Linked DNA regions of Mus musculus: all the other regions are linked to region 1. A link is a contact called in public Hi-C data. All regions are on one chromosome and are shown on one strand. Each heading gives the region's core, a stretch centred on a gene start, on an enhancer-like site or on the middle of the called end of the contact. The rest is flanking DNA. Distances are from core to core; before and after follow the strand shown.

Region 1 (6,523 bases), core at 29-2,528:
GACTGTATTCGAAAGGAAGAATAGAGAGACTCAATTTAAGCTTCCACTGTGTTTTGTAGTCTTACCCTGTTTCTGCTTGTATGCTCAACATTTTTTCTGTATTAGTGGATAGTAACGTGTCAATTAACAAAGTCTAATAAGAATTTAAAGAATTTATATAATTATATACCTAAGTTTTACTGCTTTGTCTAAGATCATTGTCAGCTCCTATAAAAACTTTTCATTAAAAAAGGCAATTTCTTCAGTCCTTTGATGGGGCGTAATTAGCTTTTCTGACATATCAAAGTCACCTTGCAACACTAACTCTATGCTGTAACACAGAGCCAGGTGTGCTGGCACATGACATTTTCTTTACGGTGCCAACAGAACCATTGATGGGTGCCTCTGTAGTTTTATATCTGACAGTAGGTGCGAGTAAATAACATTTTTATTTAAAACAACTATAATGCACAGTGATAATGAAGAGCAGAGGCAGCTTTTTCATTTACAACCTGTCTATAAATTTCGGCAGGAAATTGAAACTAATTTAATATGCTCAGTCTGAGGAAGTTACCCGGTTCTAAGAACAAACATGCCATAGTTAAATTGCTGTAGCCAGGGTAACTCTCACTGAAATGAACAAAGCTGCAGGGGAGGGCTCCTAACTGGCGCCTCTGAACTGACATGTAGTATTTTCAAGGCATGGGTGGCAGCACGGAGCTTTTCTGTCTACACAGGGACTCCAGTTATCCCATTACTAAGTGTATGCTCTACTGCTGTCCCTGCATCTCAGGGAATAAAAAAATTACCACTGTTTATTCTGTGTCAATTCAGAAACTCAGTATAGATTGAGCCTTCAGGAAACCCTGGCATTGTGGGTGATAGTGCTGAGTGTGGTCTGTTTTCCTTAAATAAACTCACTCTGCAGAATGTCTGTAACAGTGAGCTTTGATTTTCATATTTGGGTCTGCAAATTAAGTACATTTCAGTTAAGTCTTCAGACAATATCAGGCAGAGGCTTCTACTGGTAATACACATTTTAATACAATTTAAATTTTAATAGGAGCACGATGTGAGGGAGAACCACAGAGAGCTAGCAGACTCTGAGTGTCCAGAGGCCTCTGGCCTTGAGAGCAGGATCAACCCAGAAATGAGGAAATAGCTCCCGTGAGGCAAAGCTGAAGGTTGGGGAAGGGTCTAAGCAACTCAGATGGATGGGCTAGCCTGGCCCTAACCTTTAAGCCTGTGTTTGCTAAGGCTTAGTATGACCTTAAGTGAGAGGAGACAGAGAGCAAACATGAAAGCAGAACCCTTCACTCATTCAACAAATACTTCATCTACAGAAACACATTTCAAATTCCACAATGAAAAGCAGAAGGGAAAAAGTTGGTTTTCACCACAAAGTGTTCTATACAGTCTACTTTTAGAAAATATTTGCATTTAAACTAGCTGCACACAACATTTACCAACTGGATTCAGTTGTAACCATTATGTATTTAAAGAGGGCTCTGTGAAAGGTCCCCTGGGTTATTCTATGTCAGGAGACAAAAGACTGAAGCTACATTTAATGTCTTTAATGTAATTATTTCATGAACTTTGTACCAGTTTCCATTTACAAGCTCTGCCTGACAAGAGACAGGAAAGTACCCACTGCCTCTGAGACTGAAGCCAGTGTCTTACAACAGCCCCACTGCAATTATCCCCAAGCTAGAGGGCACTTTCCTCTTCACTTTAGGCCTCAGAAAGCTTTGGAGGCCAGGGAAAGGGTAGTCCTAAAATCTAACTGAAGATCCTGTCAAGGGCTTTGAAGACAATGTAGGTGGTCACTCAACCCCCAGTGAGACCCTGGAGGATTCTCTCTGGACAGGTTTTTCCTGGTCACTCTGCAGGGGAGTCCTTGGTGAATGAGGTGTTCACAAGCTAAAGATGTGCTCTGTGGCTCATAGAAGGCGCCCCCTTTTTAAATCTCACTTTAAAACTGTCAGACTCAATCCTCTTTTTATATACCTCCAGTAAGATGTGATTAACTTTGTACAAATGGTAATGAGGGTGAGGGGTTGGAGGTAAAGCACTTGTTTAGCATGTAGGCTGGGTTCCACACAAACACTGGTAAAAACCAAACCAAGCTAAACAGAAGCTCTTCTAAATGGATCAAGAATTTCTCTGTGAATCAAACTTCCCCAAGAGACCATTGAGAAGGCAACACCAGGAGGAGATGTGCCCTCTTGAAGCCCAGTGCACACACAGACAAAGTCAATACAGAAGACATAACATTCTGCAACATTTAAAAAAGTATGACTGGGAACAGAGGATAATGGTTATTGGGACTAAGGCTCCTGCTTGAGGCAAACAGTAATGTACAGATAGGGTCACACTGCTTAATGATTTAAAGTGGATCTGGAATAAACCAGCTGCTTATGAATGGATTACGAGGGCTGGAGAAATGGCTCACTGGGCTGGAGAAATGGCTCACTGGGTTAAGGCACGAGCTGCCTAAACCTGGTAATCTGAGTTTGAGCTCCAGGCCCAATGTGGTGGAAGGAGACAACCAACTCCAACAATTTGTCTTCTTTCATGACCACACACATACACACACAAGCAAGTAAATAAATAAGTAAACAAACAAATAAATAATTGGAATTTTGAAAGAGGAAAGAGAAAAGCACTGCGTATAGGTAGGAAGGTATTCTGAAGAGTGAAGAGTGAATAGAAACACAGATCCAAGAGTCAGATGGGAATCCCGTTTCTCCTTTTACTAGCTGCATGATCTCAAACCAGGGGCCCTGGCTCTCTGAGCCCATTTCCTTGTCTGCTAAAATGGGTCTAACAGCTTGTAACTGCATTTTATTGCTGCAAGGATGGAATGGCATCCAAGTGTTCTATAGGGAAAAAGTCAAAGCATGAAGCCTAGTAAAATTGTGTGTGAAGGAGGAGCAGGGCAGCTTCAGCAAGAGCTGGACCCTGAAGCGTGTCAGTTTGTGGATACATGCTCCTTATCCGTGCTTCATCCACTCGGTCTTCTGAGTGCAAGATCCCTGTTTATCCAGTACATAATTACAAGATTCCTATAAAGTGAGCACAATGACCTCATCAAAGTCAGCACATGACCTTCACCGGCTGTCCCAACAGCTAGTACACAGGGTGACATCAGTCTGGGCATATTCCACAGGATTCTAACGCATGGAAAGACAAAGGACCAAAGCTGTACAGCTGGCTCAGTACAGAGCTGGGGAGGGAAGCAAAACAACCATCCACAAAAACAATAACAGCATTTCCTCTCATTGTGATACATTTCCACATTGTTAGATATATGTTCTATACTATATTATGGATCTAATCATACCTACCTGTAATAATCTATACGTATAAAATTTTGCAGGTGAATGTGAAATAATTTCCATGTGTTCCTTTTTGATCACTTGCTGTGTTATCAAGATGTCTGAGATTACTTTTAGAAGAAGAAGAAAAAGAGAACAAAAATAACTACACTTCTAATAACAAAAATATTTAACCTGGTTTGAAGTCAACACTGTTTTCTGGTTTTGTTGTGGTCTGGGGAATTTTTATTTTCATTTCTTTTTTGAGCAGCTCCCAAACAAATGATAATTACAAAACTGCAATTATCTGTCCATTTTAATGACTGTGTTAAAAGTCCACACTCTCTTGAAAAGGAAAGGGCAAGAAGGCTTTCCAGTGGCATTTGTCTCCTAACACCACAAGAAGGCATTGTATGCATTTACAGAAGATCTTGTAGCTCCATCTAGCTCCAGCAGACGGAACTTGGGGAATATAGAATTACACCCTACAGAGAGAATAGAACAGAGGAGGGAAATCGGGACAGGCCAACAAGAAACTACACAAGAACCAAGTTTGTGAGTGCAGGGAATTTGTCAATTAACACTGATTAAAAAGAATACTCATTAGTTAATTGACAGTTGATTTTTTCTAAATAAAGAAGTCAGTCCTGTCATCATTCCTTGCCTTTTAGCATCTCATTTTTTAAAAATAGGACCCATAATGTGAGGCGGGATCCAAACTGAACATTTTCTTCCCACTGAAATGTTCTTCCTCCTCACACATTTAAGCACTGAGTTCTGCCTAGAGCTCCAGAAAACCAAGAAGTACCTTCTTAAAGTGAAAGTGATGGATGAAGCAGGAGCTGTTGCAGAAATACCCCATGGTTGGTGTTTTTTGATTTGAACGTAGCTTGTTTTACATTGTTTATAGCCTACAGTAAATCAAACAGAACAGCTTACAAATTGCTCCAAAGGGGTGTAATTTAAAATATAATTACAAATTCATGAAAAACCTATAAATATATCTTTAATCTGAAAATACAAAAATAAACAGTAAAATACTAAGTGATTAGTTAGGAAAATAACTATGGGCCTAAAATTAAGATACAGAGGAAGTATATACACTTGCAAGAGAGAACTTTTTCAAGTCAATTCCCATCAGATTCTGTATCAGCACATTAAGCGGGGATTTACAGCTGATAGTGTGAAATGAAATGACAACGTAATTCCTGTGTTTTGTTACAATGTCTGCAAACATTTTTAAATGTTTTAATAGTAGAAAGCTAATCTTCCATTTCTCTAAATGTCATTTGATGTTGTAAAGATCAAAACAAACCCCCATAATCCCTGTAGCCAAAACAAATGGGTATTTAATTCAGTTTAACTAGATTCCGGTTAAATATTAAGGAGCATTGTGTCCACATCCTTCCTTCCTTTGAGACAGTCATTTTGAACTTCACTTTCCTCAACTGGCGTGCAGTTGCACATTGCTTTCATAGAGCACAGGAGCATGCCGCCTGTTTTGTTGTTCTTGAAAATGCTTCAACTTAACGATTAATCTCCAAGATTTAGCAAATGACTCCAACCAGGATGGTTCTGGCTTGAAATCCCTACACTGAGCACTACCCTCATATGTGGGACAGAATTAAGACCACATACCTCCTGGCTTAATGAGAGGATCAAAAGTCTAGTTCTAGGCTAGATCTTCCCAGACTGTCAGCCCCTCCCTGTCCTGCTATGTCAAAGCCTACTGGGCAAGCTCTGTAGAAGCCTCCAGGAGAACCCTGAGAAGCATTCAGATGAATTAAGCAGCAGCATCTTTTACCTTCAGCTAGGGATACTCTGAGTTATAGTTACAGTAAGAGGTATTTTGGTAGTTATCCAGTTAATTGTCATGCTTTACACTTTATTTGGCCTGGAGCCTGACAATATACTTAACTTCCTTGCTTCCCAAAGTAAGAGGGCTTTCTCTGCCACCCCAGGCAAGGTGCTCATTTGAGGAGACTTGCAAGTGAGAACAAGGAAAAGAGAGAGAAAGAGAAATGACAAAATGCCACCAACAGAAAACAGAAGCTGTGTTCTAACAGCATGGCCAGGAAATTGTAGGAAGAGTTGGAGGGGTGAGGTCGAGGGCCCGGCACCCCACTCTCATCTGAGCTGTAGTCTTATCAGTATGTGTCCTGATAAACAATGGCAAATAGAACAGAAAAAGGGACAAAGGGAGACTGATCATTTATAGCCCTCATGAAAACAGGAACATATCCTGGTGTTTATATTGAAAATATCACACATACACACACACATACTCTCTCTCTCTCTCTCTCTCTCTCTCTGTCACACACACACACACACACACACACACACACACACACACACACACACAAACACACCTTTACATATCCCACATACTTGTATAGAAGGGAGGGACTAGAAAGTTTAGGGTAAGAATAAGATTCAATGCCTACATATGTTTGCTTTTTCTCACTATTTTCAGACTTTTTTGATCCTAGGGAAGAAAAATGTTAGTCATCCCCATGCTCACTCCAGTGCTACATAACTGGATAAAAGAATCAGAGCCAATATCAGCAAACTCCCTGCATTAAAAAGAAGACCTCATACTGCATCAAAGAAGTTATCAGACTATTTTGTTGTCTTATGTTTTTAGACACTCCTAAATATATATATATATTTATATATATATATATTAGTTTTAATAGCTGCCTGGTTCAGCTTGATTTATTTTATTTTATTTTTTATTAATTTAGGTATTTTCTTCATTTACATTTCCAATGCTACCCCAAAAGTCCCCCAAACCCTCCCTCCCACCCCCCCCCCCACTATCACTTCTTGGCCCTGGCGTTCCCCTGTACTGAGGCATATTAAGTTTGCAAGACCAATGGGCCTCTCTTTCCAGTGATGGCCGACTAGGTCATCTTCTGATACATATGCAGCTAGAGACACGAGCTCCGAGGGGGGTATATTGTTGTTCCATCTATAGGGTTGCAGACCCCTTTAGCTCCTTGGGAACTTTCTCTAGCTCCTCCATTGGGGGCCCTATGATCCATCCAATAGCTGACTGTGAGCATCCACTTCTGTGTTTGCTAGGCCCCGGCATAGCCTCGCAAGAGATAGCTATATCAGGGTCCTTTCAGCAAAATCTTGCTAGTGTGTGCAATGGTGTCAGCATTTGGGGGCTGATTATGGGATGGATCCCTGGGTATGGCAGTCTCTAGATGGTCCATCCTTTC
Region 2 (6,546 bases), core at 2,894-5,393, 620 kb before region 1:
CCACCCCCCACATCTTATACTTCACTTACCGATTTCTTCCTGTATAACTACTCAGAAATATCTCATTAAATGAAATTATGGTTCCTGTCTGCCCTTTTCACTGACATGGACTCCTTATTCACTTCTGAGTCTTTGGAGTCAAGTAAATTTTTGGTGTAAAGTTGCCACTGAATGGAAGCCCAAGGAATGAATGAATGAATGAATGAACGTAACTAAGCAACCAGACACCTTGAAATATGATCTCCAGTCCTAGGTCTAATATGCAAACAAAAGTAAAAACAAGGCTATCATTTTTCCTTAAATGATGCTAGAACATTAATAGATTTTCTTCTTATTTTGAAAATAAAATCTTGCAGAAAACTAGCAAAACCTTAGGAGATTCTAAATGGGAAAGGATTCAGATTTTTGGTGTGCATCAAGGGGGAAATACTGAATGCTGGAAACAAAGTGTTTGCTTTTTCCTGTTTGTCAGCTATGTGGTCTTAGGACTGCAGTTTTTAACTTCACATATCTGCATCTACATCTAGAAAAGAGAAAGTTTTCTTCTGTCTGAATTTGGGAAATGTCAAAAGCAGTCTAAACCCACACCTAAACCACAAACTCCTAGACACAATAGCGTCTCCCCCAAGTCACCAATTTAAGAACTATTTTAAAAGATTTTTTTCCCACTGCCATCCTTCACGTTCATCATGAGACCATGATTTCCTGGTCTGGAATGTGAGCCTCTGATTCCCTCATAACCACACACAGATATAGAACATTGATGCCTATGGGCTGCCTGACCATTTAAACTTGGAAATTACTGTAAAGGGAATTTTTCAGAAAACAGGAAGCTGGGTCTGCAACTGAATAGATGAAAGAGAAAGAACTAACTGGTAGATCTAAGGAACTAAATGAGATTTGCTATTCACAAACAATCTGGGACTCTGGCAATTACTGATGATAGGGGAGTATAACTGAAAAACGGAGATGTCTTCACATGGTTTGGGGGTATCCATTATTACAGGGTGAGCCAGAAGGTTCATTAGAGAAAAGACATCAGATCATGAAGGAAAATATCTTTCTCACGCAACATTTCCTACTGTTTCTCTGAGGGGGAAATTCCAAAGCGTAAATATGTTTATGTGCATATACATCACACATACACATAGACTGAAACATAGACACAGACACATACATATGAGGGGGGAGGGAGAGAGAGGGGGAAAGATAGAGAGAGAAGGGGAGAGCAGAGAGACAGAGGGGAGAGGGGGAAAGAGGGAAAGAGGGAGAGAGGGAGAGAGGGAAAAGAGAGGGGGAGGGAAGGGGAAGGGAAGAGAAGGAGGGGAAGAGAGAGAGGGACAGAGAGAGAGGCAGAGGGAGGGAGGGAGGGAGGGAGAGTGAAAGCGAGAGCGAGAGAGAGAAAATATGAATCTTTCATCGCTTTTGGAGAGTTTGGATGCTGTAGTTGTTGGGCACAATGTACGTTTTCATAGGCATTCATACATCACTCAGTATTCATTGGGCGAATAACCCGAATAACCAACAAAGGATTGAAGAACTGCAAGACGCATGTTTTGCACATGTGCTGCTCCAGTTTTGCTGCCTGAGTCAGGGAGCCAAGTGAGTCAGAGATGACACAGAGCAGCTAAATCATTTGAAAAGTGATTCACAGACTTTCCCTCAGTCTTGAAAGTCGGAAAGGGAATAATTCCTCAGTGACCTGTAGTCACCACATCATACCCTGTCCTTTAGGATCCTTCCCTAGAATGAATGGGAAGGGTGACATGTCAGCCTAGCTGTATAATTCAGTGGTACTAACTTCTGTATGTTTTCATAAACAAAATTAGCATTGTGATTTCAAGGCTCACAATGAAACAGTGTTGGATGAGAGACCTGGGAGAGCTGTAAAGTCACAGATGCTGATGTGTATCACAGCTTTATTCAAAAGTCACCATAGTCACTGGGGGGAATGGCAATTGCCTTAGCCATGGCATTGGCTGTGATACCCACGGCCATCACTTCAGGGTTTTCTCTGATTCCGTATCTTTCCTATGAATCCAAAAGGCAGGCTTTCTATAAATTTTCTTTTTCCCACCATAACATCAGAATAGTTGATATTAAATAAGAACCAAATGTTGTAAAACTTCAGAATGGTTATGACGCCAACGTTTTTTTTTTTTTTTTTTTTTTTTTTTAAAGAAATTACAAGATGGCCACGGTTGTGACCCAAGTGACTTATAGTTAGGAAGACGCCATGACCTACAAGTTCTGCACTGCTGTCAACTTGAAGGGCTGCAAACACCAGTTAGATGGATTTTCATATCTTTTACTCTAAACATCATCTTCTCCTTTTAATTTAGTACCCAAAGTTTATTTTAGGCCTTTTCAGTTCTGTTAAAACAAAACACATCCAACTGATTTTAAACAGCTTTGAGGACTGTTTAGGCAATCTGGAATTCATAGGAGTTTCTGCTATGGTCCCTCCTATATTACATAAAATGGTCATTTCTCCCATTGCAGTAGAAGAAAAGAATGTTATTATTGAGAAGTTGGAATTTTGGGTTTTCAGCATGATCCAACACAAACGGTTGTGGTTTGGGGGAACTTAACTTCTTCTAAACTCGACATCCTGAACTGGAATTAATTGCTCATTAGAGGCAGAAAGGGTTCTTTTTTCACTTGAGTGTAAGTGTAGCATAGAGGGTTTTTTTTTTTTTTTGACATATTATGGAAAAATAATGTGGTTCTGAGCTTTCATTTTTCTGCTTTTTTCTCTATTTAGGTTTGGGTTAGAGCCCGGAGATGGCTAACTTATTTGATTACAACATAAAAAGAATGATTTCGTTTAGACTTTTAAAGGGAACTGAAAAAATAATACCAAACGTGGGTTTTGGTTCAGTCCTGTTGGGTTCCAAAGCAAACTAGGAATGATGAAGAGTCGTTCAGCAGAGGAAGAGAAACAGTTTTGACAGTGTTTAAATATGAGTGCTTAAAGACAGGGGAAACAGGAAATCTTTCCCTTTCTCCCTGCCCCTTACATAAAAAGTATCTAAAGAGCTGCCAGGGGCTGGACTCTCCTTTTCATCTCTTTGCTCTGGGAGTTAGCCCACATTTGAAAATCAGCTTGGTCAATGATTGTGTGGTGATGGAGCAAAGTCTTAGTTTAATCATTTATACAATAGCGTTAAAGATGTCTACATCACAGCATCTTTGTTTGAGATATGCTGTACAAAACTAGGTTGAGTAGGCATTGAATAAACGATGTCATTGTTATCAATAATCTGGTATTGTTTAATTCATTAAGCAATAATCTGTATGTATCTCTTTGGTTTGCACCCTCACTCTTTGGTCGGCCTGCAGTTGATATTTCTTTGCTTTGGGGTTTTTGCAGAGCTGAAAGCAGAAGCTACTTGAAGTCAACTTTCTGCTGGCCTTTGATTTTTGCATAAGCTCGTTAAAGAGATTAGGGGTGCCCTAGGGTCAAAGATGAAAGGCATAGTCCTTAGGAAGAAAAGTATATGTGTGGGAGAGAGGAAAATAGATATTGACCTTTGGAGCAATGGAATTTGCCAAAATACTGCTTACTAACCAAGCTGACAGTCGCCTCCTGAAGTCATCATGTGTCTCTCCAAGGTAGCACAGTGAGAGTGGCTGGAGGGCCTCCCACGATGCAGTGTGCACTGTATAGTGACCCAGAACTCCAGAATGAGCAGAGGTTAAAGACGGAAGATAATGACTAAGGAGACATGGTTGTCTAGCCAGTGGAATAAATGGCGTCTAAACACGTTGGCCTGTAAACCATTGGAAACATTTATGGAACACTTCCTACAATGTCAGAGACCACTCTAAGTGCTTCCCGTGCAATCATATACGTGATCCCATACTTACATGAAACAGCACCATCAGCAGATTGTTAAAGGAGACAGAAATGGCCCACACTTTCCCAGTTAGTAGTTGGCGTAACCTTGACACATACTCGGGCAATCACTTATGATCCTGATCTATTTACGATTAAATGCTCTGCTTGCCTGTTATGTTTCTAATCAGCACTGCTCAAGCAATTCTCACCATTTCTGTGTTAGAAAGACAGGATGAGTGGACAGAGCGGTTTAGGGTATCTGGCTTCCAGAGCAGATGGTCAGGCAGGGCTGATGAGTCATGGCCCCTGTTAGAATAACTGGTGTTATGGGATCCAGCAAGCAGATATAGAACAAAGGGCTTCCCTTGGAGGATGTGAGGAGCAGTTTACTGAAGAAATCAGTTCCATTTTCAGAATCAGATCACTGATCACAGGAAGCCGGTCAGACAGGGCCATGTGACAAAACATGGGCCCTACATACAAGGAGAAGTCTCAGGGGGAAAGCACAGGCTGGCAGAGAGGTGACAGAGTGACAGGGAACAGACCGAGCAGTCCATTGTGGGAGTGGCTTGTTCCAGTCAGTCTCCTAATCCTCCCTCCTATACTTCCTCTACACACCTGATGGGTCAAAATGGACTTCTGGGGGCAAACGCTGACAAAATGATAACTTCCTGGGGTGGGGCTGAGGTAAATTTGAGCACTGGACTTTGGAAGGAAAAGTGAAGCTTCAGTGGGGAGCCATGATAGAGGAAGTCAGGGACAATTAAAGGTCAAGGGAGACATTTACAGGCAGGGCCAGAAGAATATGCCAAACATGGATGTGTCCAGGAAAGGAGGAAGAAAATGTCCTTTTCTTCCTCTGACTCTGGAGGTCCCTACTGCTGCTCCAGCCAATGGCACTGTGATTAGCACAATGTTACTGAGTTTCAGTGGAAATTTGGATGCTGGTTTGGGAAGCCCCACAACCAATCTTTCCCCTACTCCCATGGGAAATCCATGTCTCCTTCTAAATTGCCAACTTCTAAACGAGTCTCGGCAACACAGTTTATTTCTGTGTTGGGGATTGCCTGTAAACATGTTGCCTCCTTTCAAGATGATTGATGCTATGGTTTAAAAGCTGGAGATTCACTCACATGTTATATATCCCAGCTTCACCCCCATACAGCGTGCACGGCAGTGTATTCCTGTGAAAGCAACATAGAAACATAAAGGGCTAAAGCCACCACCACCAACCACAAAAACCCTCAATTGCTTTTACTTCCTTTCCTCTGCAATTCCATCTCTTCTTGAAACCCAGGTGAGCAAGTTCCTGCCATTAAACTGGCATTTCATGTTTTGCCAGTGACTAGTTCAATCAAGCTTCAGGTCTCGCCAAAGCCACTTAACTCATGAGTGCAGTAGGTCCCCTCCTTCTCCTTGCTTTGACATCATTTATATTTTTCAGTGCAGTTGTTTTGGGCTCTGAGCGGAACAGTGATCTGCGGACACAGTCCACCATTGGGGTGGGAACTGTGCGTGGAGCCCCAGGGAGCCAATTCACCAAGCAGATAATGCATACTCCCTGAAAGGAACTTGAATCTCTACTGTCCCATAAAACCCCTATGTTAGGGTGATGCTCAGGGGGAAGTGCAGAACCTTTGAGAGGTGGGGGCCTGACTGGCGGTTCTTTGGTTACTGTGGTTGGGCCTCTGGTATGTACTGAGGTAGTCAAGGCACTGATCCTTCCCTTTGGTTTCCTGGCCATGTATTAAGCCATTTTGCTGTCCTACCCATTGTCTGCCATGATGTGGTAGCTCACCACAGGCTTAGAACGATGGGCCACACAGATTATGGGTGAAACTGTAATTCAGTTCTGTGAGCCCAGGTGACCCTTCTATTTTCGAAAGTTAGTCATTTTAGGTATTTTGTAGTGGTGACAAAAAGCTAGCTCTTTCTGTATACATAATGTTAACGGCTTTTTTTTATTCCATTTTATGGCTTCAAGATTTTAAAGGAATATATGCTTCTCAAAAATGAGTATGTTATTGTCTTAGTCAGGGTGGATGCTCACAGTCATCTTTAGGATGGAACACAGGGCCCCCAATAGAGAAGCTACAGAAAGCACCCAAGGAACTGAAGGGGTCTGCAACCCTTTAGGTGGAACAACAATATGAACTAACCAGTATCCCCAGAGCTCGTATCTCTAACTGCATATGTAGCAGAAGATGGCCTAGTTGGCCATCATTGGGAAGAGAGGCCCCTTGGTATTGCAAACTTTATATGCCTCAGTACAGGGCCAAGAAGTGGGAGTGAGTGGGTAGGGAAGCAGGGCCAGGGGAGGGTATAGGGAACTTTCAGGATAGCATTTGAAATGTAAATAAAGAAAATATCTAATTAAAAAAAAAAAAAACACCATGACCAAAAGGAACTTTTTATACTCCTATGTAACAGTCCATTGGTGGGGGAAGTCAGGGCTGGAACTCAAGGCAGGAGCCTGGAGGTGGGAACTGAAGCCGAAGCTGTAGAGAAAACCTATTTACCTGTTTGCTCCTAATGGCTGTTCAGACTGCTTTCTCATAGCACCTAGAACAACCAGCCTCGGTTGGGGGCACTGTACATAGTGAGCTAGGCCCTCGAACATTAGTCATTTTCCAAGAAAATCCACCCCAGGGTTTCCCATAGACTAATCTGGTAGGGACATTTTCTTAGTTAAAGTTCCTCCTTCA
Region 3 (5,925 bases), core at 2,591-5,090, 580 kb before region 1:
AAGTAAATGAAAGATATTTTCATGTATGAATTTGTGGAGATTTTCGGGCAAATGTCCTAATTTTAGACAGCTAAGGTGAGGGATAAAGTCACCTGCTGGGGTGAGCGCAGGTAATTTTGGTGTGAACACATGGACACTAGAGTTCTCAAAGAGATCAGCACAGAGGTGTGAAGAGAGTCATAAAAGTGAAGCTCACTGGAGATGGCAATGACATTAAACATCCACTGAAAAAACCAAGTTGAAGGTACTTTGAAGAGAAGGGAGGGAGGATAGGCCACTGCTGGGCAGGGATGCTTTGACACCATAGAGCGCCAGAGGAAAGGCAGAGCAACCTGAACTTGTATTTTGCTTCCATTAAAGAATTGTAGAACCATATAATTTTGGAGCTGGAAGAAATTCTGGGATCACTTAGTCACACCCCTCTGTCTTTGTAGACAAGGGAAGATGCAGAGATACATTAAGTGACTCATCTGACATCTCTGTCAAGGGAAGACAGAAGAGAGGCAGGAAAGAATAGTGAGAGAAGGAAAAATACACAGCCCAATGCACTTTAAAGCCATCTGTGTCTCTGGGGCTTCCACATGACATCCAGGATGCTGAGAGCTGAAAGGCATGGCACTCGAAGCTCAGTGATCCTTGGAAATTATAGATATGGGCCCAGATGCTGCAGAAGAGCAAGTGATGGTCAAAACTTTAAAATGAAGAAAGCAGACTATAGAAAAATCTAAAGGGCACTATGCTTAATGCTTACAGCAAATCCAAATTCTCTTGAAAGTAGAGGTGGTTGCTTTGAGATGGTTAGCTGGAATTAGTAACAAATACAAAGTGTGGGAATAAGATCTAGGAGATACAGTTGCTAAGAGAAGCACTTTCTTTTGATGCATCATCAGACCTGACTGAGTGTAGCTTTTGAACAGTTAAATACTACCTTTATTCCTTAGGAGGCTTTTGAAGCACAGCTTTGATGGAGGAACTGTTGCCTGCTGTGACCTCGGGAAGTCCTTTATCTAGAAGAACTTGGATAGGAAGTGTTTTCTGGCAGAATAGGAATGGGATATTTTGCTTCAATACTGAGAATTAAGAGTAACTAACCCCTGGGATTACTGACATAAAGAATAAGCAAATGAGAGCCCAGGCAACTGGCAAGAAATTAGGTTAGCTGGGAGGAAATGGCTAGTTTAAAGGCAGCAGGGGGTAACAGCTTGACGTTCGTGCAGCTAAGAGTGGAGTTGTTTGGCTTCTCTTCCACCCAATATATTGAGTTATTGAATATCTAATTTAAGAATTGTACTAGGACCAGAAGTAAGGTACAGTGCTTGCTGGGAAATCTGAGCAGAGGCAAGTAACCGTTGATTCTATTCATCACGATCCTTATTTGGTTGAAGTCACCATTACCATCCCAGATGGGTAGCACATCAGAACCAGGCCCTGAGTAACATGAGGACCCAACCCACAGAGAACAGACACAGGGAAAACATGGCACCGTGGAATGTATAAGGGCAACAGTCTTGAGTTGTACTGCAAAAGTTGACATCATAATAAATTGAGAGACTAGCAGGAGTTTGAGCATAAGAACGAGGAGAAATATACTTTGAGAAGCATTTTAACGAAGAATTTCATGCAGGAAATGGGTTATATTCCCTACTGCAATCATTGTAGTGATCAAATGGAAGGAACCCAGCCCAGATTCATTCAGCCTGGCCAAGGGAAAGCACAGTGGACCAGAAAAGCCTTCAGGAGAACATTAGACCCAAGAGCGAGAGCTAACTCATGCTCTCTGGAATGCACACACAGAGAGCATTAACTACTTTCAACCCTGGTCCTTATAAGCAGATAGGGAGACAGGAATCTCAAGTCCACCTTGCCTCCCTGGTGTTTCATATGGTGATGCTTCCTACATAAAACAACAGTAATAATATGGAAAAATAAACTCAACCCTAGGAAAGTGAATTCTGTGTCTGTTTGTTTTTTAACTTCTGCACATCTTGAGAAGGTGATCAATTTACTAGGATCTAGATATATGGAAAAAAGAAAAGTCTACACATGGCACCTCCCTCTCTACAGAAGGATGGATTATCTACTGCTAAGGAGAGAGAGGTCTCCAGCTAAATGAGAATCACGTTTGTATTCTACTGTTGTAATTAGTCACTTGTGATGTATGCACATAGCTATCATGCCTTCAGATGCAGAGATTTGCATGTACTTCGTCCTGGAAAGACCATCCTTTTTCCTGTGTCCCAAGCAAGGAAAAGCTAGATCCTCTATTCTCTCTCTCTCTCTCTCTCTCTCTCTCTCTCTCTCTCTCTCTCACACACACACACACACACACACACACACACACACACCAGCAAAGCAAAGATCCAGCTGGGATAAAATCAGACCTGGGCCTGTGGTAGTTCAGCCCATTTTAGGTTGCCTCTCTGTGCAGTGGCTGGCACTTGAGGTGGGGGCACTTCTTCTTAAAGGGACATGGTAGGGCTGGCAATTACCTGCTTCCTGGAATCAGAATGAGTCCTTAGATGTTATATAGGTCTAAAACATACACTAGGTTTTGTGAACCCAACATGTAAATATGTAAAAATGAATGTAACATAGTCTTGAAACAGTTTTGCATATATCTTGAAAACATATTGGTTTAGATTAAATATATCAAAAATTACTCAGCTTTTTTTTTTAAAAGAGAGAGTATTAAAATGTTAAATTACAAATGTGGTTTCTGTTGTATTTCAAGTGAGGCCTGATCTGAGGGCAGACAACCTCACAGTCTGAGTGGAGTGGCTGTGATTTAGAATTTGAATGTTTCATCCACAGAAGGAAGTCTCACTAATTGTAATTCAGTGGTGATAATCAATACACTGATCTGCAATCTCAGCCACACAAAAGAAAAACAAAACACCAAAAGCATCATGCGCTCTCTTCTCATTGGGTAACCAATGGTTTTAGTGGTGGTGTTTTGTTGCTGCTTAAGAAGGAACCAAATATTTCAATCCACAACATTGGCATTTAATGAAACCTATGGAAAACGAATAGCTTAGACAGAGGCCCTGAGATTATTTCGAATGTAAGTCAATGAGAATGATACTATTTGGGCTGGAGAGATAGCTCAGCCATTAAAGGTTAGGCTCACAACCAAAAATATAAGAGAATGATACTGTTTATTGGAGAAGTTGAGTTAGCATTTACTTAAAAATAACACCAAGTCACAAAATTAGGGCAAAGTGCATTATTCTAAGGTAATGCTAAATCAAATGATGCTAAACAGAGCCAGCGAGTTTCATTTGAATGGGGTGTGATGGAAAAAAGAGATGCATTCTATTGATAAAACTTCTCTGGGAAGGCTTCTAGAGGTTTGGGAAAGAAATTCAAATCTATACCCGTCCAACTGTGGAGACAGAGCATGTTGCTGAGGTGCAAGAGCCTTCTCGATGCAGCCTCGGGTCAGTGTAGACACACACACAGATGCCAACAGTAAATACAAACATGGCAAGAGAAGGCTCGCCCACCTGCCCTTTCAGGAAGCAGCACCGCCAGCCTCAGGAACATCGGAGTTTGTACTGAAATGAGGTTGCTCGCCATCTCCTTGACAGGAGGGAATGACAGCTGACACTTGGAAGATTAGAACTAAATTTGCTGCATATTTATTTTGACTGGTTTTGAAAATCTGTATCAGCTAAGGTTTGCCTTACATTGGTTGGAACCCCGGGCAGCAATGTCACCTGGTGTTTATTAGACACGCAGAACTCGGGCAGGCCTGGAATCACAGTCTCTCTCCCGCAAACAATCCCCAGGTGGTCTGTATCCATCCGGTGGAAAAGAGAAGCTCACCGGGCAGCTAAGCGCCCTCCTCAGAAGCAGACTTCCTTGTTCTAGCTGCTCAGGTTCTGTGTGGAAAACCCCACGGAGGCCCACCACCTTCTGCCCCCCTCTTGGCTCATGGAAAGAGCATGGGGTGCAGGGATGCTGGCTGGAGGCATCTTTCAACTGTCACTGGTCAATTAATGCAGCTTTTAGCTGCAATTATTGGACATCACCCTCCCCAGATGCTTCTGGGATTGGCAGACAGGAGGGTTTGCTCCCAGCCTTCGAGGGGGCAGGCTTCCTTTCTCTAAGAAGTACCTATTTTCTTTCCTTTTGCATCATTCTATTTTTACGAGAATGGAAAAGCTTTGAATTATCCGTTTTTCTAAAGTGAACCTCGACTGCATCTCTGAAAGCAGGATGTATTTGCCACTCAGCTGCCCATAATTGTAGCAAGAGCTGACCTGGGGGATATTATGCAGCAGAGGGCTATTACTTTACACAAGGAAAGGGTTTTTTGTGTGTCTGTGTGGTTTTTCCCCCGGGGGGAGGGGCTCTTTATACACCGAGAAGAAAAGATTCCAGATAATAAGATGGAATTTTAGAAAAGAAAAATAATTTTTCAAAAGAACTCAAAAGTCCACATGGTACAGTAGTTAAGTGTTGAGGCTCTGAAGTTGGTATAACTGGGTAGAGTCTGGTCTGCCTATGACACTGGGGTAGCCCCCACCCTCTGCATCCCACCTTCCTCATTTGCATGTCTAGGTTTAGCCAGCAAAGGTGCTTGTGAGCAAGCGTGAGGACCCGAGTTTAATTTCTGGGACCCACACGGTGGAAGGAAAAAACTGTAAGTCAGACATGTTGAACCCAGAGCAGACAGGTGTGGCCTTGTCCATGGCTCCTGGCTTTTGGGTGGTTTCATGCCTCATGGGTCTTTCACTGGTTGAACAAACCCAAAAATGGTTGTAGAAATGGAAACCAATCAACTTCTTAGCTAGGAGGGAGTTAAACTCTGGTACAGGCTCTGTTGGGGGAAGACCCAGGATTTCCAACTCTGGGAAACTTTTGAACAGGACACAATTAGCTGCCTGGGCTGGGTGATTTGGGTTTGATGCTTAGAAACAGGGAACTGGCCTGAACGAAATGTAAAAGTTCAGTATACGTTAATGCTAATGCTTTGTCCTTGGGCAGAACCAACATCCTTGCAGTTTAGAGGCAAGTAGACATTGGATTCTCCCACCCTGAGATCGATTTCTCATTCCACCCCCTGGCTGCCTGCAGTTATATTTGCCACCACTGGGATTTACACATTTATATTTCTGCCTCTCCCCCACTAGGCTGTGTTGCCTCTGAGGCTGGGACACAGACATTGCACAGGAGGCACTAATGGGTCAGTACAGGATACTTCGTTTGCTGGATGGATGGAGGAGTATTTAAAGGAGCCTTTGATGTCCTAATCACCAACCCCTAAGTAACTCATTATTCATTTGTCCAATATTTATTGAGTTAAGCTATGGCAAGTAATTTTTAAAAAAATATTTTTTACAGCATCTTCTATGAGCACAGCATAGCACTGAATACAAAGGAAAATGGATCCCCAGTGAATCAGCCTAGGGTAGAGCCAGACACATAAAACCCATGTTCCCAGCACCAAGAGCTGGAGACTTAAGAAGGACCAGCTTGGGCTGAAAACAATACAGGGCAATTCCGTGTCTGTTCCCAGCATCATAGAGTCTTCTTATAGATCCCATGGGTTCTGCCTACTCTAACTCAGCATGTGCAGCATGCAGGTAGGAAATAAAATATGCCTGGTTACCTGCCACGGAGGTTTCAGTGAAGACTCCTTCCATAAAAACACTTTCTAGTCTATTTTCCTACACAGCAGCTTTTCCTCCAAAGGACTATCCCTGAGGCAACTGCCACAGCTCTGCCAAGCTGGGCTTCTCTCCTGATGAAGTCCACTTCTTTAAAATGTTCTTGGTACACACAAAGGCTATCGCTATCAGGACTTCTGTTTCAGTGTGCAAGTGACTGGCCTATAAACATAATTTTTTAACAGCTTTTCTTCAGTAACTCTGACTGTTTAATTAATCTTCAGCCATTAACCATTCATTTAAAATGCCACTT
Region 4 (5,990 bases), core at 747-3,246, 710 kb before region 1:
TTAAAAGGAAAAAAAAAATCAAGGCAGTGGGTCTTATTTTAATTTTATTCTGTTGGTAGCAGAAATGAGGCTCCACAAAGCCTCCAAGGCTCCGCTTCTCTACAATGCTATTGAATTCATCAGCCTTTTGCTCCATGTGGCCCTGTGGGTTCCACATAGATGTTCTGAAAGTTGAAGAATAATGAGTTTCGGGTTTATTTTTTTCCTCTCAGCTTTGTTTGCTATGAAATAATGATTGAAGGAAAGGTTCCTTTGTTTGTCTGCTGACTTGGCCCTGTGGGGAAACAGTGTTAAGCCCACTGGGATCATGCCTCAGTCCAGGTGCGTGGTGGACCAGTGAGGCAGCGTTCTCTCTCGTGAGGAAGGCTGAATTCTTTAGAGTAAAGGGTTTTCAGTGAGTTTCCTCTCTCATACCTTTCTAGCTATACAAAAAGGGGGTGGAGGAGGTGGCGAGGAGAGGGCCCACGAGGCTGGATGGCCCGGCAGCACGTTTGTAGCTCCTGTTAAAAACCCTTTCTCTGTTATAGAGCTCCCAGCTACAGAGAGATACCCTAGTGAGTTTTCCCAAGGCTGTAAATATACTGGTAGCTATTCCCTTCTCCTGGGGACCTGCTGATCATAGCCTGGACTTCCAGATAACCATATGCTCTCCCGGAGCCCTGGAAAATGGTCTCGTAGCCTTGGAGGGGAGACAGTTGGAGGGATGTTACACAGGCATTGATAAAGCTTACTGCCCCAGCTTTTCTTAACCATTGCTTGGCTTGCTGTAGCCTCTGTCACAGATATAATGTTAGTTCTTTAGGGCAGAATCAGATGCAGTGAGTGCTATACTTTAAGCAAGAACAGAAAGCTGTTGTCTATTTTTTTTTGTTCTCTTTAATAATACCTTTGGACTTTTGTGTGCTTCTCAGGATTAGCAACGATTGTGTTGACTGTGTACAACACAAAGCCAAGGTCTGGAGAAGCTTTTCTGTAGCCTTTGTGTAGGGGTGCTGTGCACCTAGGGCGAACATGCTGGAGCTGGAAACGTGAGCCAAGCAGCCATCCTCAAGGGCCAACCCCTCTGCAGCACAGCACTGTCACCTACCCCTTGCCAGCCTGCAAGTGGCCCAGCCTCCTTGCAAGGGGAAACTTGTGCCTTGGATAAAATCAGTGCTTCACAGAAATTTGAGTAAAATATAGAACACACTGAAGAGTAATTTTCTTTTTTAAATGCAGGGTCTCATTATATGATCTCAAACTCACCCGATAGTCCAGGCTAGCCCGCACCTTGAAGCCTTCCTGCTTTGGCTTCCTGATACTATGTGGTACTATGTGGCTTCTAGGCTCATAGTACCTTCCTGGTTTATGAGTTGATTTAATGCTCTGGCCTCCTGCACTGCATTTTTCCCTCATTGTAACATTTGTCTCAAAGGAAAGGCCATTTCCAGCATGGTGGCCAGGGAACCTTCAGGGCAGCCACAAGACCTTGTTGATCAGAGCCTGGGACCCTCCACTCCATGGAACAAATTACGTATGATGTAAGGTTGCTGGCTGAAGAGAGATGGAAGAGGACAGAAAGCAACTTGACAGTCTATAATTCAGAGGGCCACAGTAATTGTGGTTTAGATAATGATCTCTCCTAAGTCCAGCAAATGACGCTATTTACGTCGAAAACCAGCAATTGCATCATTGCTGGCCACAAAAGTATTTCAAATTAAAAAAGGAAAAAAGAATTGGGCCAAATGGCTACTCTATGGCTTCTAGAACACTACAATTCAGTAAAACCTATTGGTCAATGGTATTCTACTCTCAGCCAAAATATGTCTATATTGAACTAAAGACTTTTTTGGAGGGGTGAAGAAGGAACGTGAAAGGTTTAAAGTATGTATCAGTCGCTGAGAAAGCCAGAATGCCGGGCCGTTTCTTGCTGTTTCTCAGTCTTGTGCACGTGTTCTTGTCTTGGTCACACAGGAAGCTTCAGATGCTGTGCTGTATAAGAAAGTTCAAAGGAAGCAAGGGTGGCTTTTCAGCTTCTTACGTCAGAATGCTTTTCCTTTAAATCAGGTGGAGACCTTAGCTGTGCCCTGACATTTGGTAATGAGATAGAGCAGATGCAGACTGATTTAATCTTACCATCATCTCCCTTTACTTCCCTGCCTGACTCCTCCCGCATTAAACATCCAGAAGGCGATTTTATCTTCTCTTCTCCATGCTGGTAATCACATGCTTGTGCGTGCGCACGAGTGCACTCATGCGTGCACACACACACACACACACACACACACACACACACACACACACACACTTTCATCTACTTGCTGTTCCAGGGGCAGATGGGTACTGTTTGGCACTTGGTCTGGAACTGACATCCCTAGGACATTGCTCTCGGTGTGTCCTGACCAGCAGGCTCTGTTTTGTTTACCCACCCCACTCATAGGTATCCTTTAGCCCTTTAGTGGAAGTCTAAAATAATTATAGGCATTTGAGGAGGACTCTGAAAGGAGCTATCTCCAAGCAAGCATGCCAGGGACCAGGAGGGGGAAAGCAAGGACCATGGGACAATCAACCTTCTTCATCTGTTCACTGTGGTTCTTGGAATGAACGCCCTTCTGGAAGCTCTGAGCAGCTCACATCCTCCCAGGACACTAATACTGCATTCAAATTCAAATTACTGTCTTTTTATATCAAAAGCAAGGAAGTGCAAAAGGCTGGTAACAAGTAGTACCAGGAACCCAGGCTAGACTACAAATAAGGAAATACAGTCTTCCTTTGGGTCGAACGTTTCCAAGAGGTCACTAGTCATGTACGCGGTTGCTTTGTTCTCAGTGAATATCTGCAGCCTCTCTGCTCTGCCACTCTATAGGTCTCACACCTCAAAGTATAGGGCTGAGTCTCTAAATGGGTGACTGGGCCTGACAAAGAGAGACTTTTACCTCTGTGCTATTGCTTGTACTATATGTGTGTGTGTGTGTGTGTGTGTGTGTGTGTGTGTGTGTGTGTGTGTGGTGGGGTGGGGGTTGTATGTAGCGCTGGCTTTCCAGCCAGGGGCTACTATAGTATAGCTCCATTGATTGTTAATCAGTTGTCATTCTCACCGAATCAACCAATCCTGCAAGCCTTTCAAGTATCAGGAAGTACTGTTTTCATGACTGCATCCTTCTTCCATTTTGAATCTACATCCTCAAACCCCCGTCCCTCTTTTCTCTTCTGATTAGCAGTTAGGCCACGCATCCTCAGGAAGCAAGAGCCACTCTGTACCACGGAACACCTTAGCCCAGAGAAGGCCTTAGGTTCTAGCAACGGCAAAGATTATTGTTGGATGTCCTCTTTGCTTGGCAGATCTCTGTGATGTTCAGCTATACCGCTGCAGTCATGGGATTCTTCTGCCTGGGATCCTGGTTACGATAGGGGTATTGGTCAGGGCTGCTCCCTCGGGGCCCTGCTCTGCCCATCTCCTGGTAGACCGGTACTCGCTGGTGCTGAGGTGGTGAAGGAGGAACATCTTGTCTGAAGGGCCCTTTGTGCTGATGGGCTGGTGGGGGTGGGTAGTACTGTGGGTATCGTAGATCTGTTGCCCTCAGATCTGGGGGGCGGGGATAGCTCCCCCTTGGGGCATGTACAGGATGAGGCCCTGGGTAGTATGGAAGCTCTCTGTCATTGTAGCGCCCTCGGGGTGAAGCTGTCAGGTAGTCCACGGGATCTGCTGAGCCTCCCCTAGAAAGGAAAGCAGAGATACGTGTCAGGAGCTATGGAGCTGCTACCCTCAGCTGAAGAGCGCATGCTTCTGCCTTGACTGCAGTTGGCTGTGGCCACACCCTCAGCCTAGATAAGGGTATACTAGAAGTAGTGATGTGTACCCTTAGACACTGGGAGAGAGGACTCTCTTCTTCTTTGCCATCTTAGATGTCAAGGTGAAAACCATGGGTGGAGGAAGGGCAACTAGGCTGTCAGAACTCAGGCCCTTGGCACCACATGGCACTATGTAAACAGGACTGCTTATATCACATTGCGGCATGAGAAGAAACAGCTTCCTATATTGCTTATATCCTTTTATATATTTGCTTTTTATCACAGCTCAGTTAAACCTGTGACTGTTAGAGCCCCAGTCTGGGTGAGATATGGTAGCATAAATACTACAGGTCAGAGTCCTCATAAAGTGTACTAATTTCCCTCCTAGATGGCAGAGGTGCTGCTCACTGAAGGCTGTGGGTGGCCTTGACTAAGTCTGGGTGGCTGCTGTCCTTGGGTGCATTACTGTGCCTCCCCTCTACTGTTCCTGGAAGACCTCTCAACTTGGGGCTGGGAAACTACCCACCTGGAACTGTGATAAAAGTAATTAAGTCTACCACAAAGTCAGTAGCAAAACCCAAGTTGCCCCGTGTAATGGGCAGGCATGCAGAAAGGTCCGGGGCCAGAACGCACACTAATGGAAAACAAGCCTGTCTGGAACTTTCTGCTGAAGACGAGAATCACCTGATCTGCTCGCCATAACAGAAACAATACTTTGCTAGACAATGTGCAGATGATGGCATCTTGGCTAGCCTGGGGTGAGACACATGACTTCTGTTTGCAGCTCTTAAAATCCCATCGACCTTCTGTGCACACATTCGACAGATCCATTCAGCATGTCACCAGATCCGTCTGTCCTTTATTCCTCTGTTCTTTATGATTTTTTTTTTAAAAGAGAAACAATAAGAGCTCTCCAATGGCTTGGATACGTGAAAGAAATGACAGGGCTGTAAGAACACTGTGCCTGTGGTTAATCAGGCACTGTCAATGAGGGTCAAAATCACCCTGTAATCTATGGAGTCGGATAGTAAAACAGCCCCGAACGTTCCCCAAATCAATGAAGATTTGACAAGCTCTGAGCTCAGGGAGCATGTGGATGGCTGCTTGTGAACACAGCCACAAGGATGAGCAATACAACACTCCATCTACATGTGTGTGTGCCCTAATTTTGCTATGTATAATAATGAATGATAGAATCATGAATCTGGGGGTAATTTAGTTAGTGAGAGTTTTCAGATAAAAAATTAAATTGTTTGCACACAAGTTATTTATAGTATCGGTTGTTATTGTTCAGTTTGGTCCGCTTTGCTCTATGCTAAATTGCCCATGACAAATAGAGCAGACATACATCGCCAATCATCTGTTACCATGGTCCTGCGAAATAAAGGACCCAGGTTTCACCATCCCTTTCCTTGACAATTTCATTTTTTATTTAGAAAATTTCCAGCAATCATTCTATCTTTTATTGTTAGAAAAAAAATTAAAGACCTCTTCTTTGGGCCACTATATTCATTTCTATCTCCTCCGGCTCCACCTGGAGATTGCAGAAATCCTTTTAAAAAATCCTTAACCTGTGTTTCCTTTCAAAAGCCACCAGAGGTATTTCTCTGCATGAAGTGAAACATGTGGTCTCTCTGCACTCGTTTTATGTCCTTAGGATAAATCACTGACATTTGCAACGCACAAACATTATCTGCCTTAAAATGAACATACAACCAACGCCCCCCCCCCCCCCAGGACTCTCTTAAGCGGGAACGTTTCCTGTTTAAAATGGAAAGAGAGAAAGGAGAAATTCCAGGCCTTGGACTTTTTTTAGGGTCCTGGTCTCTCTCTTAAGATTTTGCCCTTTTAAAACAGAACATTATAAAAGACAGAAGTCCTTGGGGGGTTTCTCTCTCTCTTTTTAAGTTGTGGAGAGATGATCCAGAGCAAGTGGTGACGGGATAGAAGCCACCCTGAGCGACTGACTCCGCAGTGTGCAGGCATGGCCAGAAAGGAGGTTATCGTTCCACCCGCACCTCACCCTGTGACTCTCCAGCAGTCACTGCAGAGAGGAGGGAGGGAGAGAGGGTTCCAAGGGCAGAGAGGGTGACCCCAAGATAGCATCGTGGTCCCCAGAGGGCTTCTCTGGAGGTGGATTATGTGTTGGAGAGTTTGTTTCCATGTGGCAGACACCCAGTGAGGGGCTGCTCTTTGTCAAGCAGTGGTGGCATGGAAAT

The links. A called contact is a pair of places that touch in the nucleus more often than the background predicts.
Region 2: a contact with region 1 is called in a Hi-C map of the N1E-115 cell line, with 4 times the contacts expected there. The contact joins two enhancer-like sites. A contact is called at or near these places in 2 of 484 Hi-C or Micro-C datasets (the N1E-115 cell line and liver) and 1 of 115 datasets of contacts at active chromatin or transcription factors (embryonic fibroblasts).
Region 3: a Hi-C map of the N1E-115 cell line shows a contact between it and region 1, with 6 times the contacts expected there. The contact joins two enhancer-like sites. A contact is called at or near these places in 1 of 39 promoter capture datasets (hippocampal neurons) and 2 of 484 Hi-C or Micro-C datasets (the N1E-115 cell line and olfactory sensory neurons).
Region 4: a Hi-C map of the N1E-115 cell line shows a contact between it and region 1, with 6 times the contacts expected there. The contact joins two enhancer-like sites. A contact is called at or near these places in 1 of 484 Hi-C or Micro-C datasets (the N1E-115 cell line), 1 of 115 datasets of contacts at active chromatin or transcription factors (T-cell acute lymphoblastic leukemia) and 1 of 9 other capture datasets (embryonic stem cells).

What each region holds. Positions count from the first base shown.
Region 1 is chr1:61,922,381-61,928,903 of GRCm38.p6, reverse strand. The region is part of intron 2 of Pard3b (par-3 family cell polarity regulator beta); the gene reads right to left. Among named protein-coding and RNA genes, the nearest start is that of Pard3bos1, 60 kb to the right of the region's middle. Within about 2 kb of position 1,278, at least 19 of the 459 cell types and tissues checked have an H3K27ac peak or open chromatin away from gene starts, as enhancers often do. A contact at or near this core is called in the N1E-115 cell line, where this site is marked.
Region 2 is chr1:62,546,763-62,553,308 of GRCm38.p6, reverse strand. All of the region lies in intron 21 of Pard3b (par-3 family cell polarity regulator beta), which reads right to left. Among named protein-coding and RNA genes, the nearest start is that of Gm34881, 24 kb to the right of the region's middle. Within about 2 kb of position 4,143, at least 28 of the 459 cell types and tissues checked have an H3K27ac peak or open chromatin away from gene starts, as enhancers often do. A contact at or near this core is called in the N1E-115 cell line, where this site is marked.
Region 3 is chr1:62,503,401-62,509,325 of GRCm38.p6, reverse strand. All of the region lies in intron 20 of Pard3b (par-3 family cell polarity regulator beta), which reads right to left. Among named protein-coding and RNA genes, the nearest start is that of Gm34881, 20 kb to the left of the region's middle. Within about 2 kb of position 3,840, at least 7 of the 459 cell types and tissues checked have an H3K27ac peak or open chromatin away from gene starts, as enhancers often do. A contact at or near this core is called in the N1E-115 cell line, where this site is marked.
Region 4 is chr1:62,635,272-62,641,261 of GRCm38.p6, reverse strand. Pard3b (par-3 family cell polarity regulator beta) reads right to left here. Exons shown (of 23, transcript NM_001081050.2): 23 at 1-3,696. The coding sequence ends at 3,339. Among named protein-coding and RNA genes, the nearest start is that of Nrp2, 65 kb to the left of the region's middle. Within about 2 kb of position 1,996, at least 18 of the 459 cell types and tissues checked have an H3K27ac peak or open chromatin away from gene starts, as enhancers often do. A contact at or near this core is called in the N1E-115 cell line, where this site is marked.